3 separate regions of the Zea mays genome follow, and all the other regions are linked to region 1. A link is a contact called in public Hi-C data. All regions are on one chromosome and are shown on one strand. Each heading gives the region's core, a stretch centred on a gene start, on an enhancer-like site or on the middle of the called end of the contact. The rest is flanking DNA. Distances are from core to core; before and after follow the strand shown.

Region 1 (2,514 bases), core at 5-2,504:
GAGCATATTTTCCAACAGGTTCGTCTTCGCAGAGCAGGTAGTTCATTGCTCAACCGGTCAAGCGTATCGGACAAGGAGTGTCACAGTTGGCACTCAGGCAATTTGAGGGCGAAGCAAAATCTGTTGGTATTGGTCTGTCTCATCAGTGGTCTTTGAGGAGGAGGCACCGTTTACCAATGTGCTTGCAAAAGGCGAGAGCGTCAACAAGGCTGAAACTTCTTCAATACACGCCACAAATCAACACATGAACAGTCAAAGAAAGACACTTCACCTCACCACATCCTTCCAAAGATGCCGTTCCCTTCATTTGATGCTGCTTGGATCGACAAGTGTCACAATTTACTTCGCCATTTTCAGCATTCCTACAACTCTATGGGTTACGATGGGGCAGCATCCATGCACTTAGATGGGAATCTAGCAAAGTGGTGACATACTTTCTTGGCAGATTATCCAAATCAGTTCCAATCTAGCAAAGGATGAGAAGATAGATGGAGAGAGAACTCTTCTCTTGATTACTTCTTTAAGATGTGTATTAAACTTAGAATCAATATTGCAAGAGAGTGGAGAACCCAAGAAGATAGTAATCGTAATAAGTGAAAGGAAAATGTGACACAACGATTTTTACCGTGGTTCGGCCAATGCCTACTCTACGTTGTGGTGACCTCTTTTGGTTAAGGGTTACACTCAACCCCTTTCAAGTGATCTAAAGATCAAACTTGAGATCAACAGTGAACCTGTACCCATCTATAATAAGTCAAAATCCTCCGATCCACCCCAATCCACATGAAATTGGAATAACCGAACAAGGTGCTTATTCGTTTCACCCTTAATCCATATGGATTGCGTAATATTGAGTTGGTTTAAATCCATAGTAAGTCAAAATCTATCCCTATTTATTCCAATACACTACAATTTAGGTCTTATTCGATTATTCCTATTATACATGGATTGTATGAGATTAGAAAAAAATTAAGAAAGTTTGACTTGTTTGGGATTTAAACTCACCAAATCCCACTCAATTCATATGGATCGAGAGCAAATCGAAAACCCTGATATATATAGAATTGAAATAACCAAACATAACCCGGTATGAACTGATGGGCCAAAAAGAATTCCAAAGCTCCGACACAAGCAGGCCAGGCAACAAAGCCCAACACTCGCACCATCTATATCTGTCCGCCCATATCAAATGAATAGCTCAGATCCACAACAAATAGCGAAACCCTAGCCCAAACTCGACCGCCTCTGCTATAAGTAGCTCCACTCTCTCTCCTCCAAGCCTACCCCAGCCGCCGCCGCCGCCACCGCCACCTGCCCCAGCGCGCCGCCGCCGCAGCCACCATGGGTCGCGTCCGCACCAAGACCGTGAAGAAGACCTCCAGGCAGGTGATCGAGAAGTACTACTCCCGCATGACCCTCGACTTCCACACCAACAAGAAGGTGCTCGAGGAGGTCTCGATTCTGCCCTCGAAGCGCCTCCGCAACAAGGTGGCTGGCTTCAGTACCCACCTGATGCGCCGCATCCAGCGCGGCCCAGTCCGCGGCATCTCGCTCAAGCTGCAGGAGGAGGAGCGCGAGCGCCGCATGGACTTCGTGCCGGAGAAGTCCGCGCTCGAGGTCGAAGAGATCCGCGTCGACAAGGAGACCATGGAGATGCTCGCTGCCCTCGGCATGGCCGACCTGCCCGGCGTTGAGCGCCAGGCTGAGGTCTCCAACGCCCCCGCCTACGGCCGCCCGCAGTACGGTGGTCCCCGCCGTGACCGCGTTTAGACTTCGCGGTGGTTGCCTCTTGATCGCACTGCTATTCGTAGTTGTTGTCCTACTATGCTAAACTTCTTTTAGATCTTTGGTTGCATCTGTGGCGGTTAAGTTTTGAACTTGCCTGTTATGGTATAAATTCTGAAGTGTTTGGTTCTGCGTGTGATGAACATGATAATTTATATTCTTGCGCTTTATAAGTTACTATGAGATGCTCATATTTTTTTATTTGACTGCTAGTTATCTTGAATATGTGCATGCGACATAGGGATTTGTATCTATGCTGCATGCTTTTAAATGTAATTCAAATTTGGTGTTGCTGTTAGGTTCATTGTGTACTGTGCAGATTAAATTTCTTTTTATTTTCATTCATTTGCTATACAGTTCAATGCTGCCTAGATGTTTGGCTGTTAGCTAGAGCCAATATGATCTGGGTCGGTCGATGAAGTCTTATCAATCCAATGAAACTTTAGCTATGCATTTTCAATTCAACTAGTACATTTTTAGTGTACTGAATTGGCAATATCTGTTAGCCTCTACTGAACTCTTTCTTTATTACTTGAAATTGGGTTTACTCTGTAGCATTACAACAACTTCAGATTATAGCATTTTTCACTTTCATATTTGTCGTATTCTTGTCCTCCATGTTGTCAGCACTGTGTGGTCTATTCATTTCTTTGTTTCTATAGGAAACTTGGCTTGTTTTAATTGTGTTCTATTGATGTAGTTGTTTAAATAACTTGGTTTTAAACTCAT
Region 2 (2,514 bases), core at 11-2,510, 770 kb after region 1:
CAAATTATAACCATAAGATCAGAATACTATATTAATATTAGAAAAGCTAATCCAATAAACATAGATTAATCCAATTAGTTACTTAATTATAGAAGTACGTGATATCGTATAATTAATGTTGCTATTGTGTAGTAAATGTTTCTATAAGGCTAACGCAATAAGAATGGATCAAATCGAGGTTAAAGTGTAAAAGTTATGATTTTCTGAATAATTTAGGTGTTAAACATAAAACAAAATGAGTTTTATTTTTATAACTAAGTTACATAGTAAAATAGGGTTACTAAACGATAGGCAATATTATCACGAGTCTAATGCAATTGGAATGGATCAAAATGGAGTTAAAACGAATTAGTTATGATTTAAACAAGTTTCTACATTATTTTTATACCAATAATCCATTTCCTAATTTAATTTTGAATTTCCCTAATATTTCTAAACGATGGACACAATTACCAGAGAAGATAGGGTTCTCTATGCCAAATTTTGGGTGCAATTGTAATTATTTCACACTGTCAGTGGACGGCGGGTTTAATCCCTAGAAACCCAGGGGTTCTTTTGCATTATTACCTGGCCGAAGAGGGTACGGGTGAGGATCGACCGCAGGATCGCGCAACGAGGGCCCAGATCAAACCTGTGAAGGGGTATCCTCCGTTTTTAATCCACACCATACGACGTGGATCAGGTGGTCAGAAGTTGTTCTTCCTCCCATCTGACCAACACCGGGCGGCGCCCGCAGCGCGGCGGCGGCGCTCTCCCACCGGCGACGAGCAAATTGACGCCCCACATCAAAATGCATACCCAAGTGGTGCAACGCGGTGTAGGGACTGAGGGGAATCACATGGAGTTCTTTCCTGCGATGGGGATGTCGGTGCCATGGGCCACGACAAGCAATGGTTCTGCAGCGGTGCCGGGTCATCGGCGAGAAATCGCCTGCAACCCACAGCCACCCGAGCCTCACTACTTTTGTGTTCGAGCTCTACACCACCCGGCGAACCACCCAGATTGGTTGTTCGACACCAAACGACGGCGACGACGAGAAGACGCAGCGGTGACGTGTTTTCCTTCGGCATTACGACGGCGAGGTTCGGAGGGCTAGGCGTCTCGGCACCAGGCGTGGATTGTGGCGAGATTTCGATGCGCGTCGAGCTCGGTTTTATACCCAAGGCCGTGCCAACCACCCGGCCTAGATCCACAGAGATCCCCGACCGAAATCCGGCTGTTTCAGTTAGTGCGACCCGTTCACTCGGTGAGAACGACGCCCCTGACCGGCGGCCCCACGGTCAGAGGAAAAGCGCTACAGTTTCGGGAACACAGCAAGGGAAAGGGCGCTGATAAGCGGGCCCTGGCCGACAGCGACTTAAACGCGTCAGGGAGCAAGGACTGGGCTGGTGTCACACCCGGTTTTGGAAGGTAAACCGAATGCGAACCATATACGTACCAGGATTTAAAACTCACGTGCACATCGATTACATATTTGGACATCATCACACATTACTCAAAGTAAATAGCGGAAAATTACTTTATTACATCAAGATGTCCAAGACATCCATAGAGTCTATAACATAGTCGTTAACATTAATATCATCAAAGTGCGGAAATACAAAACGTAGTAGATAAGACCTTCACAAGCAGCTGACTGGGGGTTTGCCACTAAGAAAAGCTAGAACTCACCGTAGTCCTCGAACTCTTCAAAATCCATGTTGCCAGCATCTCCTCCTGAGCACTGAGTATAGTAGGGACAACCTGGGGTGGGGTGGTTTGTAAAGCAAGGGTGACTACACATCAACGTACTCAGCAAATGTCCCGTTTGGCTAAAGTGGACTAGCTTTATGTGGAGTTAAGGTTAAGCAGTTGCTTTTAGTTACTCAAGTATTTATTACTATTAGTAGAGCCAAGTTTTAGTAATAAACCCAGTTATTACCCAAATGTACTCCCTCCAAGAGGAAATACCAGAGATCATAATTATAACCATCATTATTAATCATCATCATAAAAGTATCTATAGTTCTTCTAATCAGAGAGGATCCCAAGGCCGCTCTTAATCGTGAGCACGGCTGATATACCAGTTTCTAGCACTCTGCATAGGTCGCACACTTTACCCACAAGTCATGATTCCTATTCTGCCCAGAGAGAGCCAATCTCCATTGACCACTACTTAGGTGGCCTGGCAGGGTATCACAATGTAGCCTTTACAAAGATTTTCCAGAGGTCATAGCCGCCCATTAGGTTTCTCCAGTTTGATAAACATAGTACCTCTCCCCAAAGGAAGGGTGACTAACAAAACCAAATCAAGAACCTCTGCAACCAGCCTCGGCAGAGCAAGTATTGTGCCCGGACCCCATTGACGGCCCTACGACGAAGCCAACTACACCTCTGGTTCCTCTAATTAATCAGCTAAGGGCATCCCATTCCACCCTCATGGTTGCACTGTTATCCCGGGTTATCACTCAACGAACAGGTCCTTACGGAGAGGTACTCAGGAAATAGCCTGAGTCCCCTAAAGTATCACAATAT
Region 3 (2,514 bases), core at 7-2,506, 750 kb before region 1:
AAAAAAATAAAATCTAAATGGGATTTCAAACTAACTTTTAGAGTAGAAGCTAGTGCCAAAAAAATCCGGTCAAAAAGGCTCTTACATTTCTCGATCACACCATATTTGGTTATACATAAATTAAATAAGATTAAATTCTTTTATATTTAATTTTAATTAGCAAAAGATTTAAGGCATGTTTGGTTCACTAACTCAGTTGCCACACTTTGCCTAATTTTTCTGCCTAAGGTTAGTTATTCAATTCAAACGACTAACGTTAGACAAAGTGTGGCACATTATTTAGCCACAAACCAAATAGACCCTTAATCCTCTCTGATCCCTAACAAACCGAACAAGTCCCCCTTATCCGCAGTGGGGAACCTGAGTCAGCGAGTGCAGCACTAAATGCTAAAAGCATTTACAGCTGTGCCATAGCCAAACAAAAAGTTCATTTGGCTGTCTTCCAAGCACTAAACAATTTTGAGGATCCGAATGTTCCCCTAGTAGCTCATGCTCATCAGATCATGCATCTAATTTAAACAGGCTTCTCTCTTCTAGTATCTACAAATTTAACTTCCCTAAAATAATACTTATAAGTTAATCTTTTCTCTAAAATAGTATTAAGTACCTTTTTACTCTCTTTTCTTATTTTTCCAGCAGTGAAAGATCGAAATGTTCCTAAAAATTTTGTTTCTAGATAGTAATTCTCCCACATTGCTTTATGCGACTGAACATCTTAGCTTATTTTGCGTTCGAAAATATTACTGTCAAGATGTCAAGTATGAACTTTATTCTCAAGAAGTTGAGGTTGTAGTACTAAAGTAAGTTGAATCAACTAGTTCGGACAAAAAGCAAGTTCAAATCAACAAAAGGTATTAGGAAGCAAATTGGTTCCTATCTCTTTCAGATTTAAACGGTGAGTTGTGTAAACTTCATATTTGAACAGTGAGCCATATGGTTTCAGGTTCGTGGGCAAATTTTCATGTCAGCTTGATGGTGAACTTGTACAGAAACGAAATGTTTGTCTCAAAGTTCGGCTTGCTCCTACGTGCATGGTGATTTCACCAAATAAATTGAGGCGTATCATTCACAGCTGGGAAATTAAGAGAAAGAAAAAAGAGTAAAAAAGGCACTTAATTCTATTTTAGAGAATAGATTAACTTATAAGTAACATTTTAGAGAAGTTACGTTTGTAGATACTAGAAGAGAGAAGCATGTTTAATTGAGTGTTATAATAGCAAAAGACTCAGTAGGGTGTAGGCAAGCGCAGGGAGGCCAGAAAGTTACCCCCCGGCCCCCGACCGGACCAATCTATCACCACCACGCCGCCCTAGGTCGTCGCCGGCAACAATGTCCCCTTCTGCCATCTTCGTCTTCCTCCTCGTCTCTGCGGTGCATATGCTGGAGTGCATCCTCGACCTCAAGAGGAGGGTCGGTGCCAACTGCCAAGAAAACCCTGCGCTTTCGTTTCTCTCTCTCTCTCTTGTTCCAGATAATTCATTTGGGGAGAAATGTTTTGATTTTGGATGGATTGATGTGGTTAAGAATGAATCTTCACGGGAAAAAAAAACCATGATTATTGGATCTGCCACCTTCTGCAATCCCGACTATTTTTCAGCCACCCCTGTTACATTAACGTTGTCCTGACCTGTTGATTGATGTTCCAGAGGGGATCCATTTCTGATGATCAGCTCAGACTGCGTGTAGAGATCACGCAACTTCTCAAGGAGGCCAGTGCTTTGTCAACGTAGGCAATCTGGATACTATTCTCTTACGATTCGGCGATCCTGATATATAGCTGTTATTGAACACCCCTTTTTTTTGTGCTGCAGGCCCTCGACGTTTGCGCAAGCCGCAAAACTGAAGCGGTTGGCTGGTGCTAAAGAGAAGGAGCTGGCAAAAAGTAAGCGTTGAATTCCTCAGACATTGCGTGGGTTCTTGCTGTTCTTGTTTGGGCCGATTCGGGTTGCTGGACTCTTTCTTTTGTCCATTTTATAGTGCAAGATGTGGACATTAGAGGGAAACAGTCTTTATATGAAAAATACCGAAAAGTTCTGCTGGCCGCAAAGGTGCTTCGTGATTCGTGTAGTTTATGCTCTCAACCGTTCGCTCTACGTACAGTTTGAGGAGTCTCATCAAACTAAATCCGCATGCCAGGTTGTAGTCTATGGTGTGCTCGTTCTGTGGTTTTGGAGTACTCCAGTAACTACTGTCCCTAAGCACCTTCTCCAGCCCTTCGGTAAGTTTATGCCCTTCACCTAGCTAGCAACTTGTTCTGCAGCCTTGTTAGTTTCCTGGTGTTCGCACATTTCTTTGTATTAGTTTGCTTATCAAAGGATTTCTTTTGTAACGTTAACAAGATAACTATATGCCTACTACAGAACCCATGTCGTTCCCTTTCTATGGCTTATAGTATTGAAAATTAGCTCAGATGATATTGGTTCTTTAGCAAAAGGAAACACCGTATAAGTGAAATTAAGGGCCAAAGTCTGATTTATATGACTTTTCCCTGATGAGAATATGCTTATTATTTTT

Evidence for each region. A called contact is a pair of places that touch in the nucleus more often than the background predicts.
Region 2: a Hi-C map of ear shows a contact between it and region 1, with 2.7 times the contacts expected there. The contact joins the enhancer-like site here to the promoter of LOC100282953 in region 1. A contact is called at or near these places in 2 of 25 Hi-C or Micro-C datasets (ear and leaf mesophyll).
Region 3: a Hi-C map of ear shows a contact between it and region 1, with 2.5 times the contacts expected there. The contact joins the promoter of LOC100217125 here to the promoter of LOC100282953 in region 1. A contact is called at or near these places in 3 of 25 Hi-C or Micro-C datasets (bundle sheath, ear and tassel).

What each region holds. Positions count from the first base shown.
Region 1 is chr9:11,660,147-11,662,660 of Zm-B73-REFERENCE-NAM-5.0, reverse strand. It overlaps LOC100282953 (40S ribosomal protein S17-like), which reads left to right and starts at 1,254. Exons shown (of 1, transcript NM_001291552.2): 1 at 1,254-1,928. The coding sequence starts at 1,342. The coding sequence ends at 1,770.
Region 2 is chr9:10,885,222-10,887,735 of Zm-B73-REFERENCE-NAM-5.0, reverse strand. No RefSeq gene overlaps it. Among protein-coding and RNA genes, the nearest start is that of LOC103637908, 14 kb to the left of the region's middle. Within about 2 kb of position 1,260, at least 20 of the 20 cell types and tissues checked have an H3K27ac peak or open chromatin away from gene starts, as enhancers often do. A contact at or near this core is called in ear and leaf mesophyll, where this site is marked.
Region 3 is chr9:12,406,450-12,408,963 of Zm-B73-REFERENCE-NAM-5.0, reverse strand. LOC100217125 reads left to right here and starts at 1,256. Exons shown (of 4, transcript NM_001143493.1): 1 at 1,256-1,410; 2 at 1,647-1,726; 3 at 1,812-2,218. The coding sequence starts at 1,984.